2 separate regions of the Zea mays genome follow, and region 2 is linked to region 1. Evidence: chromatin contacts called from public Hi-C data. All regions are on one chromosome and are shown on one strand. The core of a region is the stretch at or near the end of the contact, and the rest is flanking DNA. Distances in the headings are between cores, read along the strand shown. Region 1 holds the start of LOC100282287 (harpin-induced protein). Region 2 holds the start of LOC100192499.

Evidence for each region. A called contact is a pair of places that touch in the nucleus more often than the background predicts.
Region 2: a Hi-C map of tassel shows a contact between it and region 1, with 3 times the contacts expected there. The contact joins the promoter of LOC100192499 here to the promoter of LOC100282287 in region 1. A contact is called at or near these places in 6 of 25 Hi-C or Micro-C datasets (bundle sheath, ear, leaf and 1 more).

Annotation. Positions count from the first base shown.
Region 1 is chr1:187,535,956-187,542,040 of Zm-B73-REFERENCE-NAM-5.0, reverse strand. It overlaps LOC100282287 (harpin-induced protein), which reads left to right and starts at 2,234. Exons shown (of 1, transcript NM_001155199.2): 1 at 2,234-3,533. The coding sequence starts at 2,407. The coding sequence ends at 3,216. LOC103641463 (Elongator complex protein 2) reads right to left here. Exons shown (of 10, transcript NM_001348926.1): 6 at 5,629-6,085; 7 at 5,204-5,522; 8 at 4,844-5,061; 9 at 4,414-4,591; 10 at 3,696-4,295. The coding sequence ends at 3,817.
Region 2 is chr1:187,882,361-187,889,158 of Zm-B73-REFERENCE-NAM-5.0, reverse strand. It overlaps LOC100192499, which reads right to left and starts at 5,197. Exons shown (of 7, transcript NM_001137719.1): 1 at 4,902-5,197; 2 at 4,068-4,384; 3 at 3,131-3,356; 4 at 2,811-3,056; 5 at 2,602-2,712; 6 at 2,267-2,398; 7 at 1,459-2,064. The coding sequence starts at 5,150. The coding sequence ends at 1,894.

The DNA.
Region 1 (6,085 bases), core at 985-3,484:
GAACTTGTCATTTCATGTGACTATTTAATTTCAAACTTCGTGAAACTATTTTAATAGTCTAGATGGACACAGATGGATGTGATATAGAGATCATGATCCTCACTTGACATACCTTGATTAGTTCCACACTCGCTGCTTAGTTCGCGACGAACACATGGGGTGTGACAATCAACGCTGTATGCTTGGCCTAATCTCCATGACATGGTTAGGCTTGACCATGACCTCCATGGCAGTAGGATGCATCACGACCATCGTAACCACATAGTACCTCGCCTACAAACGGGCGATCGTAACACGCTATATCTTCCTTGTAAGCGATCGACACCGTCATCGATGGGGTGAACCATTCAGCTAGTAGATCTTGGCCGAAAGCTAATTAAAAGCTAGGTTAATCTGAATCACAACATTAATGCCCTCATAACCCTATTCAACGGACTCGAAGGTGAAGATGGTTGTATCACGGTACGTGAGCACCGACGTGAGATAGTTGGATAAGATAGAGCTTGTGAGCGGTAGCAGCCCTCCGACTCCTTCTGACTAATCGTTGTTGTTTGACTATCAGTCGATTTTTTGCGACAATAATATCATTATTTGTTTGTCTCCAATATCTAATGAAACTATGAAACTGTTGATATCTCATGAAACTGGTTTCGGTACAATTGTGTAGTGGGTGGTATTTAAAGTGTTGTAGGATGTGGGGGATTAAATGCATGAACCACCTCATACAATTGTGATGGTATATAACCAAACGAGATGAGAATTTCATGGATCATGAATCCTTACTTCGTTTGCCCTTCTGGAAAGATATAGACACTACACGAAACTACATATTGAGACGAGTGTTCTTTTAGACTTCAATGATCCGCAATCTCAAAAAGCATCTTTTTAAGGCAATCTCACAAGTTGTCTAAGCACAACATTGGCTGACCGACGAATACATGGCTCTTAGTGGGAGGATCGCAAGCCCATGAGACTAACACATAGTGAGAACCGAGAGAATAAAAGCGAGCTATAGAAAAAAAAATAGACTATTTTTAAAAAAATTATATAATAGTTAAAATTCTTTTTTTTTCTCCGTAAGGTGGATGAATTGGTATTATCTCATAATTTTGGATGTCCTCGATTTGACGTGATTTCAGCTCTAAGTTGTAGAGCTTTTATTAGCTTTACAAAAAAAATCCAAAATAATTAAAATAACCAAAGTTACGAACATACTTTAGGTCCTAGCCTTTGTTGAATGGACATATTACAGTAATACCTTCATCCGATTGTTGAATGGGACATGTTCTTGATTGCTTGGGCCGTGTCACTTGGTCTTGATTGCTTGGGCCGACGTATCAGGAGCAACAAGTACAGTGGTGTTATTTTTGTCTATGTTTACGTTATTTGTAATATGTTAATCACTGAGTGATGCAAGTTAATGTTATATTCATCAATTTTTTTGCGCTGGGTACAAAAGATTAATTGCCACGAAAGGAGGCGAAGATACCCATGTAAAGCCGCGCAGTGCGGCATCTGCTTTCGACGACGTCGCAGACAAAAGCAGGGGCACTACGGCACTGCACCAAAGAAAAGCCATGGATGGATGTCCCCCCCAGGAGGCCGGTCTTTGTGTCAGCACATCTGGGTTCCTTAGTCATGAATTAACCCCCCATAGCTGCTGCCCTTTATTTCGATTCGAGACGAAACGGAACTGGTCCAGGAGCGCCTTTCTTTCTTTCTTTCTTTCTTTCTTTCCATGGCTAAGCGGCAACTTGTCCCTTCCTTCTCTGCTTCTCATCTCACCTCGCCTCTGCTTCGTCAACAGGAAGATCAACGATTGTAACACATTTTATTGCTTGATTCTTCTTCACCTTTGGCCAATCTTAAAATCTGCTTGGCCAATCTTAAAAACTGCACGACGAAAGCATGGGCAGACGACCCACTGCTTCAACTGGGCATGCATGTGTTGGTAGGGAACAGCACATTCCAAGCGACAATCATGAAACACCGAGCATCAGATTAGTACTACTATTTGTTAGTGCCAAGAATAACCCAAGCTTTACCTTTGTCCACCTTAAGAAATATGCTTTTCTAAGATAACAAATCAATTGCTGGCAGCCGGCAACGCTGTCCCACCCCACACCTTTGCTGGAAGCAGCTCTATTTTTTTCAGTGGAGGAACACGAGACAGTGGCCCCACGCTCGAAGCCTCTCTCTCTTTACGTATTTTGGAAGGAGGTACACCACCACTAGGCTCAATCGATCAGACTCCTTTTAACTCCACCACTCCATTGTCCATTCCCTGGCTGCCTCTCGTTGCTGTTGTTGTTGCTGCTCTTCTCTAGCTTGCTTTCCCCCAATAGGCCTCTCTGCACTCTTGAGCTTCTTTGCCTTGTTGAACTTGGTAGCTGTGGCGTTGCCGAAATGGGCGCTCCCTACCACCTCCAATCACCAAGAACCATCATAACCAAGGTAATGAGCATGAAGCAGCTGCCACCGGCCCTGCCACAGCTGCCGCCGCCGCCGGTGGATCAGTCCGAGGTGACCGAGCAGACACCGGTGCTGCCACGGTCGCAGCCGGTGGATCCACCCACGATAACCAGGCAGCCACAGGCGCCCCGGCAGCCAGCGCGGGCGCCTTCCAAGGTAATCCTGCAACCGCGCCAGCGGACCTCGCCGGCGATGTGGTGCGCGGCCATCGCTTGCTTCGCCTTCAGCATCCTCCTCATCGTCGCAGGCGTCGTCACCCTGGTCGTCTTCCTGGCGGTGAAGCCGAGGCCGCCGTCCTTCGACGCCGCTAACGCCATCCTCAACAGCGTCTACGTGGACTCGCCGGCCCCCTACTTCAACAACGACATGACGCTCGTTGCCAACATCTCCAACCCCAACAGGGAGATCGACTTGGTGTTCCGGTCCGCCACTGTCGAGCTCTTCTTCCAGGACAGGCCCATGGCCGTGCAGGCGCTGCCTCCGTTCGCGCAGCGGCGAGGCCAGTCCCAGCTCCTGAACATGCACCTGCTCTCCAGCCGGGTCCTGCTGCCGCCCCAGGTGGCGGTAAAGATGGTGGACCAGGTGAGGAGCAACAGGGTGGTGTACACAATCAGAGGCGCCTTCAAAGTGGAGGCCAGGTTCAGGTTCGGCCACTACTCGTACTGGATGTACACGGTCTGTCAGCTGGAACTCACTGCCCCTCCTTCTGGAGTTCTTGTTGCCCGGAGATGCACAACAAAATGACTGGCTCTAGAAAAATTCCCCTCGTTTTCTTTTGTTATTATATATAAAATCTTAGCTATTTTTTATACTGATGATGGAAATGGCCCGAGAACAGCGGAACATACCTATTGTTGATTCATGTGAATTCGAAGTTGGTTCTTCAGCTTTGTCGATCTCTTGGCTGCTCAGTTGTTGCTGCGTCCTAGTGGCTAGCTGCAACACACAGTAGGTCAGTAGCTTAGATCGTAAGCAACCTGAACAGAGTTCAACAAAGTGTGTAATGTACAGCATAGAACTCTTTGCTTGAGTGTAAGCGGTACAGTGGATTTTTTTTCTCGAATTTGTATTGATTGCAGATTGAGATGATACACAGAGTTTTGGATATAGGTGATTTAGCAAATACATCACCATCTATAACCATAATTTCATAGCTTCTCAAATGAGGGCAACACTGAATCTATTACCACTAAACTGGGGTTACATATGGACAGCACATGCTTCATGAAAACACTCTTTTCTCGATTCTCATACCAGGACTAGTTTTACAACCCAACGGTGTCCGATATCAATAAAAACCTGCCACGCACATAACAGTTTTGATTTACTAGGTTGGACATAAACCTATATGCTGCCGCAGACCTCAAACACCCTTACAGTGTGATCAGCTCCACAAGACGCGAGCTCAAGTGTCGATTTCTCATCGGTTGAGCACCGCCACCGTAATCGGTGAACAGTTGACACGTGACACAAGAGAGGGTCAAATCGAAGCACGCATGCCACGCTGAGCTGGGTTCCTGAAGAAGCTCTTCCACCTGAAACGCTCCAGAGCTCGATCAATCCGTTGTCCATGCCAGCAGCGACGATACCAGCATTAGAAGCACGGTCACGGCCCATCCATGCTAATGCAGTTACGCTGTCACGGAACTGAGGCAATGTTGCAAGTAGCTTGACAGAAGATGCATCTTCAACACACCATATCTTGACACTCTTGTCCCTTGATCCAGTTGCAAATTCATAGCCGAAGGGGTTCCATGAGCATGCCCATATAATTCTTTTGTGTGCTTCGAGCTTCGCAACCAGACGATGCTCTGCTCCTCCTTCTAGAATTACACAAGTGATATCATATCAGCTCCAGCACAAATGAAACAGCATGAGTGAAAAGACAAATGTTATGAAATAATTTCAAAGGAACTACATTATCATAAGAATTATGCCTACCAGTTTTCCTGATTGAAAAGATAGACAAATGGCGATCCCGCGAAACACTTAAAAGAAACGCATTATTACGAGAGAACTCCATTTGTGTCACTGTTAGACTGTGAGATTGCAAGCGGGCAACAGCTTTCCATGTTCCAACCTCCCAGAGCCAGATCTCTGCAACTGCTGCTGATTGAGCCTGAATGGGAGTGAAATTCCATCATATTTCCCATGCATACAGTAAAATCAAACCATTAATAATTAAGCATATCCAGCATCAACTGATGTAATTATGTCAACATGTCAATTATTACCAAAAAACAAGACAACATTTTTTTGCCAACATCACAAGTGTTTCCATCAGATCACAAGATGCTTGTGATTATTTGTATTGTTGTTGCTCTATTAACAATTTCCACGATTAGCACAGGAAAACATGCAGCGCCAATACCTTGCAAGATGAAGCAACAAGCTTCCCTTCATAATCACAGCATATAGAGAAGAGCTCGTTTCCATGACCATATAGTTTGTGCGATTCAGGCCATAGAGTATTCCATGCAAGTTGGTCCTCCACAGGAGGCTCAGTGAATACAGTAGGCACTGCATCAGGAATTGTCTCCATAGAATCTGGACCATCGTTAGAATTACTGATTGAGGATTCCTTGACTCCTGATACACCACCATGCAAAAAAGCAACATCAAATAAAAGGAAAAGAGCTCGATTATATAGAAGTGCCGTTTTTCATGCCAAATAAAAGGACATGTTATTGTTCAATTAAACATACAGATGGGTCATGTGAGAGATACTGACCATGTGTATATATGGGTTTCTGTGAAAGCCCAAGAGCAGACATATTTGCTCCAAGGACTTGAACATTGTCAAAATCCTCGGAGATGTCAGGTTTCAACAGAGTTGCTTGTTGTAGGGTCTTCAAAAATGATAAGGGAGCTTCAAAGACTCTAGAGACCTTTTCATCAGCACCACTAACAAAACGATGGTTCCCACTACCCTGAATGAATGTCACACAGTTGAGATCATGACCATGAATTTGCGGACGGGCAATTTCACGCCAATAGATCATGTCTCCAGGGTTAACTTGATTTCTCCAAGGAGCAAATATGCGTGTTGTCTGCATGTTTAGCATTGATGTAAAACAGCATTAGAGAGAACGCAACAACTAAACAAACATGAGTTCTAGAAATGAGTCAAAACTGACATTAAGTAGAGAAACTTGCCTGGTCATGGCTAACTGATAGCAAATATTGGCCAGATCTTGCCCATGTCAAATCAGACACAGGTGCGAAATGACCGGACGGGACTATCTGAGGCTGCCAATTTTCAGAATCCAGTCCAACATCTCGCCACATATGAAAGGATCCACCGTAACCATGTGCGAGAATGGATCTGCCATCAGGCTGCCAAAGTCCACCATAAAATCCAAGTGCGGAGTGACTTAATTCACCAACAGTCACTGAATCAATCCAAAGGCCAGTAGTTTTCTCTGGCCTCCATATCATCATCATCTTGTCCATGGATGCAGATAATATGCTCATTGGCTGATGAGCTTCATCCCCAGTTAACAATGTAGGTGGCTGCCACTCTACAGAATATACCCAATCCTCATGCCCAACAAGAAGAGACTCCAGTGATACTTGATAGCTTGTACTGCCGGCCACAAATAGAGGTCCTTCA
Region 2 (6,798 bases), core at 3,948-6,447, 340 kb before region 1:
CAAATCATCCAGATCAAAAACACACATGAAGAACTCTAATATCACTTTAGAAAATGGAAAATGGGTACACTACTCACTAGCATATCTAGCGTGTTTAACCAAAATAACATGCGAGTATGTGATGGATCGTTGCCCACTAGACATGTAGCGCAACAGAAGAAGAGCGTGAGAATATAGTGTAAGCAACATAGATCTTCGAGTACCACAAGCGACATGTTCACATGTTGCCGGCAAACATTGTAGCAATAACATCAGCATCTCCACAATATCCACACACACTAATGCTAAAAAGTTTAGAGTACATACAATTATTGTGCAATAGAACAATTGTTATGAGGCCATGCTTTCTTATTTGTAAGGAACACTGCCACTCAAGTTCTTTCCACAAATAACCTGATGCATATTTTCTTCGCATCTTACCTACTTTTATCTTCCTTTCTTTATAAAATATGGTTGAGATTTTCTTTTTAAGAAACGGTTGAAGCTTCATGACTAGTTATGATGGCAGCAAAGCTGACATGTGTTGCTGCCATGTGCATTTGGCCAAACCTTCATAACTTGCACTGTCAAGTAGACAAACATAAAAACATTTTTTTTGTCGAAACAATATTTGTTACAATCGACCTTTCAATTAAATTGCTGCAGTCATGCCGATATTACTGGTTCTATGGTTCTAGGTAGAGATGGCAATGGGGACCCGATTCCCCGCGGGGAATTCCTCCATTAGGGGATGGGGAAGAAACTTCCCCCGCGGGGATATAAATGGGGAAAATTTATCCCCCGACGGGTAAACGGGGATGGGGACGGGGAAGCATTCCTCATTCCCGTTCCCCGCGGGGACCTATTAAACTTGCACGTGGCTATGTTTTTGTGTACTAGTTAACGACAAAAATAAATAATTACCTTGTCAAGAGACACTAATTGTACAAATGTGTTCATTTTGATATATGCCATAATGACTTCTTATATCCGATAATGTGTATAAGTGACAATGTTTAACATTAATAACAAAGTATGTATGTCTTAATTGTAATTTAAACGGGGATGGGGATCCCCGTTGGGGATTTATCCCGCGAGGAACGGAGATGGAGAAGAAATGTTCCCCGAAAACATTCGTGAGGATCCCGGCAGGGAAGTTTTTTCGTCGCGGCGGGGAATTAACCGTTGCCATCGCCTAGTTCTACGGCAAAGCAGTTCAACATAACATTGCATGCATGGGCTTAGTGTGTGGGCTGTGGCCTCTCGATCACGTGTTGTGTGGGCCGACATCCGGCCTGTCACTCACTCTCAGTTGCCAACATTTACAAAGCTCGCTTGAGTATAATGTGCGTGCTACCACCTGTGATTAGGTGATGCATCTGTTAGCCAGATGAGACGACGTCTAGCTAACAGCTATCTCATCATTCATGCGCTCAGCTGCCAGTACAATAGAAATTAAAGAAGAAAAAGAAGGGCATTGAAATCAAACCTGGCTCCAGGCAGTGAATTTTATTAGCATCTTGTCCAGGGAGGCTCAACATGCAACTCACTAACTCAGTGTCAACAATGCAATGTAGCAATTACTAAAAGAAAGGGCTAGGGGGTATTTCTAACACTTGGCACTAGAAACACATTGAGGGCAAGAGCTTGCATGCCTTTCCAGCAATTCCGAAACGCTACAGCAGTGTTAAGGTGGTGCAAAGAAACACGGCACCATTACATGTTACTCTAGTATTCACCTTCACATGTATTAAGATGGACTAGTGTGTAAGTTAAACTAATTTACACCCCAATCCACCTTAATACATGTAGATTGTAGTGAATACTGGAGTAACCAAACAAAGCCTTAGGGTGGGAAAAGGAAAAAAAAACAACAACTCGTAACTATAGGATGGTAGAATCCAAGAAATGGTATCAGGTTGATTTCACAGCAGTTGCGATCGACTTAAGACGAGCTGGCGACGGCCTTCTCAGAGTGTGAACCAGAAGGATCGTAAGTGACAGTAGAGTCAACGCTCCAGCTTGGTGCGCTGAGCCCAACGAGGTTGGAACGTACGTCAATAGCGTAGATATGCCCAATGTAACCTGGAATAGAATGGTTAACATTAATATCGGTGTTGTGCACTAATTCGTTAGGACTTCGGTTATACTCTTCAATGTTCCTCAGAAATTAACTTGTTCATGTGATGCAATAAGCCAATAACTTCATCTGGCACACACATTGCTTGGATTGTGAACAACAATTGATAGTTAAGTTACTAACAAAATGAGCAGCTGGATGTATTACCTGGAGAGCAGCCATCCCAAGCGTGCTTCCGATCAGTGACTTGACTGCTGGGTGCATGTCTATTTTCCTTGCAGCCAACCATAATCCACCCACAGAGAGTAATGTTGTTGCGGCAAGAATTCGATGATTGAGCTGCAAGAACGAGAAGAGCTTATTAATCTACCAAGGCATATGATTTGGGACAGAGGAACATATAATTTGGGACGGAGGAACAAGAAGCAAAGAGAGTGACTGCAATCTCTCAGATAAGATATTCCAGACAACATGTGGAGCTGAACTCCCTTGTATGAGAACACGAACAGATCCGTAAACTTAACATTGCAAGACAAACGTACCTGTACTGTAGATGTGTTCTCAAAAAAGTTGCGAACGAAAGGCTCCATACTAAATACATCTTCAGGAATCCAACTGTCACCCATCTTCGGGAATGAATTGTATGCATGTCCCTTGTCATAACAGTAATAAATAATTAGATGAGAGAGAGAACGTAAACGCAGCTTCAAGGCAGAAACTACGAAACACACGCAGAGAATGTAATATGTACCGCATCATTGCCCGCAACAAATGCTCCAGATATTGCAGTAATGCCTACAACAGCACTGACAGGAATTGCCAACTTCCTGATTTTTGCTGCACCGTTTACCCAACTCATTGATCCGGTTGGAGGATCAGGCATCACTACTGACAAAGCAGTCCACAATATGCCACAGTATATAATAAATGCAGATGTCAGGTGAGTTGCCAGCCTGTAAGGGCTAACCCTTGGTTGAACATACTCAGATGTTGGTTCCTGAGGTGAAAAGAAAATAGTGAAGTTCCAAGCCTCAAAGTAGTTAAACATGAAAAACATTGTCTAATAAATACCTCAAGACCGCTCTTCACCATCCACCAGCCAATGAGTCCTTGCGCACCACCAAGTGCAAAAAGAGCCGACAGCCTGATCCCCAGTTGGCGAGTAACATAACCTCTTGCAATGAAGTATGCAAAAGGACCCGCAAATACAAAGCCCAAAGCTCTTCCCCACATTCTGTGTGCATACTCCATCCAGTATATAAATTTGAAATCTTCAAGGCTCATTCCTTTGTTCACCCTAGATATGTTTGTAGAATGCTGCAATTGCATTAGCAGAAATATGGCATTCAAAGCAGTATCTCTTAAGGATGGAAACTTATAAGAACAAACACAGAGAAACACCAGGGGATTAACATTTATCTGTTTAAAGGAAAGTACTCAAAGTTGTTGAGAGTCCATGTGAACTACATATTCTATGTTGCTATCAAATTCATATCAATTGCTACCCCCCCCCCTCCCCAAAAAAAGTATAGTTCACTTTAGTTTTGTCCTAAGGCATACTTCTCTAACTTTGAACGGGTTTTTTAGAAAAAATATATAACATCGTCAAAACACATTTCATGGAAAATATAAAGAAACTAGTTTGACGTTGTAGATGTTGGTGTATTTTTCTACTAACTTGGTCAACAATTAGAGAAGTTTGACTTAGGACAAAGCTAACTTGAACTATAATTTGGAACATAAGGTAGCACAAAACAGTATTCTTCCTTTTTTTTTTCCTTTGATCTTGCATACTGTTGTTTATTACAATGTTCTAAACTTTCAAAAAAAATACTGATAATGTGTGTCAAGGTTACACATGTGAGAACTATGGGGATTTCTGGTTTGGTGCACATGGGAGCTAAAGTTTACTAACATAAGGCCATTACCTAGTTACACTGGTGACCATAAAAAATAGCAGACAAACGTAAGGTAACGTATGAATAAATGTCAGCGGTTGCAGCCTTGCCTTTTGTACTCAGGTGACTGCTTGTATTTCTCAAATTCCAGCTGCCATGCTTCGTCTGTCATTGGAGGTATTTCCCCTGTGAACTTCCAGTCAGTCATTGACAGCCCAGAACGTGTGAGCCGAGTAATCCCTCCCAGTATGACCAAGCTGAACACCCAGGCAGCACAACCAAAGAGCCATATCCCGACCGCCTTCTGCACATGAGCCCCTTTTGTAACAAGCAGCTTGAATCCTGAATTTGCTGCTCCACTGGCCACAGTTGAGTTCAGTGCTGTCGCCGTAGTTGACATTCTCCTTGTGCATTGGCCAAACATGGCCTAAAATGGAACAAGCGTATGAATCAGCTGTAAGTTTGAGAATTCCATTCAGCACGCCAAGGTGAAGTAATGAATGGTATATTGCAATGCATACCACGACTTCTAAAAAGTTTAATAAATGGACTGTGAAGTGTGAATTTCACATATGCAAAAAAAAACATTTTTGTAGTAATTTCTGCGACTGAAGCATAGTTTTCTATTTAACAGTTCGGCCGTGCAGAGATTGGTCCTGCTCGCTATTCTATCCTATCTAAAAACCCGGAAGACATGTGCAGCCAAGACTCAATGTAGCTAATTCGCTATATCAATCAGACAAACCTGTCATCCCAAGATGGTTCTATGTTAGTCGAAAAGAAAAAAGGGACGCACCCTACAAATAACAGTGACTGCCCCGAGCCATTCCCGTCGAAAGCGGTCGAATTACAGAAGGTCCAGCAAGCAATTCCTCGAAAATGAGGACATTCAACATTTACTCACTCAAGAGGGAGACGCGAGAAGAGCAGAGAGGCTCGCTGACCTTGGGAGCGAGGGATCGGAAGGCGTGGAAGTTGCCGAACCGGGAAGCGTAAGAGAAGGCCCCCGCTGGCCCAGACCTTGGCGGGAGGAGGCAGCTTCCGCCGCCGCCGCCGCCGCAAGAGGAGGAGGCAGATCCAACCCTATGCGGTGGAGCCGGAGCGAGGGCGCTTCTCGGCAGACGAGGCGTCAGCAGGGAGGATGCCAGGTACCTGCCCCGCCGGATCAGCGCCGCTGCCACCCTGCTACCCATCGCGGCCGGCGGCGACTGGCACGGCGGCTTGCGGAGGAAGTCGAGCTGTTGGGGAAGGAAAGCTGGAACGGAAGCACACGCGGGTCGCGTCGGGGTCCCTGTTTGGATTCTGATTTCACGGCAATGACGGCAGAAAACAGTCATAGCAGCATCCTCATCGGTTTCTGATCTCACGGTCCTCCATTCACCTGTTACACGCCCAACAAGCGACGTGTCTTCTTCTATTTGACACGGCTGCTTTCTTATTTGACACCGGTTATCTTATCCTCTAACATGTATCACTAACTATCTATTATAATAGTTAGACACGTATGTTAACTAACAAGAATAACCGACACCAAAGAAGAAAGCAATCGTACAAATAAAAAAGAAAAGTCACATCGCTTTTTGGGCCTGCATTTCACTGCAGGGTTGTGGAAAAGGTAGGTGAATGGAGGGGCGTGAGATCAGACACGGATGATGATATGAATCTTGTTAGCGGCAGGAAGCTGCCGTCGGCGATCGAAGTCACGACGACGCATCGTGAGTCCTAAGGCTCCTAACGGTGGCTAGGTTAAGAGTGAGAAATATTTGCACTCACATAGTCTTGTGACGAAGATGAAACTTTATTCTTACAACCAATAACAGTGTTGGCTAAATTATTCACGACTGCACATCTAATTTGGTTTTAAGATATTTTGGAGCAACAACAAAGGATTTCGAAAAAAATGTAATACAACCCTAAAGTTAACAACTATAAATTTGACAATATTTTATTCATCTTTTCTAAGAGTGTCAAACGTGCTATATATAGAGATAAAAATAAATTAAATTTTATCACTATGTATATCATATATTTTAAATTTAGAATTCATAAATCACTAATCATAGTCAGCACGATGGTGAGCTTGACCGTGAAGTCTGCAAAGGTGTTGAAGCCTCTAGGTCTTGAATAAGTTCACGGACTCGACATCTGAGCATGGATAGCGGTTGACAACGAAGTCGGAGAAGTCAAGAACATAGGTGGTGACCGCAAGCTACAAACGATCATATTAGCAACGCTATGTCCACTCTTATTACATCTCCACCCTTCTTACGTACGGACGGACAATTGATCCGATTATCTAATACAACAGTGGTATGATTTGTTTGTCTCCAATATCTTATCAAGTTATAAAACTGGTTGTAGATACATTTATTTTATTGGGAGGTGATGAATATGAATTGTCATGGTATATAAGAGTATTTCAGTGCAGATACAAATATTTGGGTGGGAGGGGATGAACATGAGTTGCCATTGCATTTAGGAGTATTTAAGTAGGAGGGAATGTTGTAATGAACAGTGAGTGATATTTAAAGAGCAGTATATTGTGATTTGTGAGGATAGAATGCATGAATGCATGAACCACATCACATAAGTGGAATGATGGATCATGTATCTGTGCTTTCTTTACCCTTCTAGGAGGACACACATATTATACACAAAACTGCATATTAGTTGTTTGGACTTATCCACAATCTCACCAGCACCTTGATTTGTATGAGACAATCTCACCAGCATTGGCTGACCAACGAATACAAGCCTTCTAGTGAAAGTGATTGCAAGCCCATGAGATTGAGACCCCATAGTGACAGACTGAGAGCGTAGAAGGCTATAAACTATAAAGAA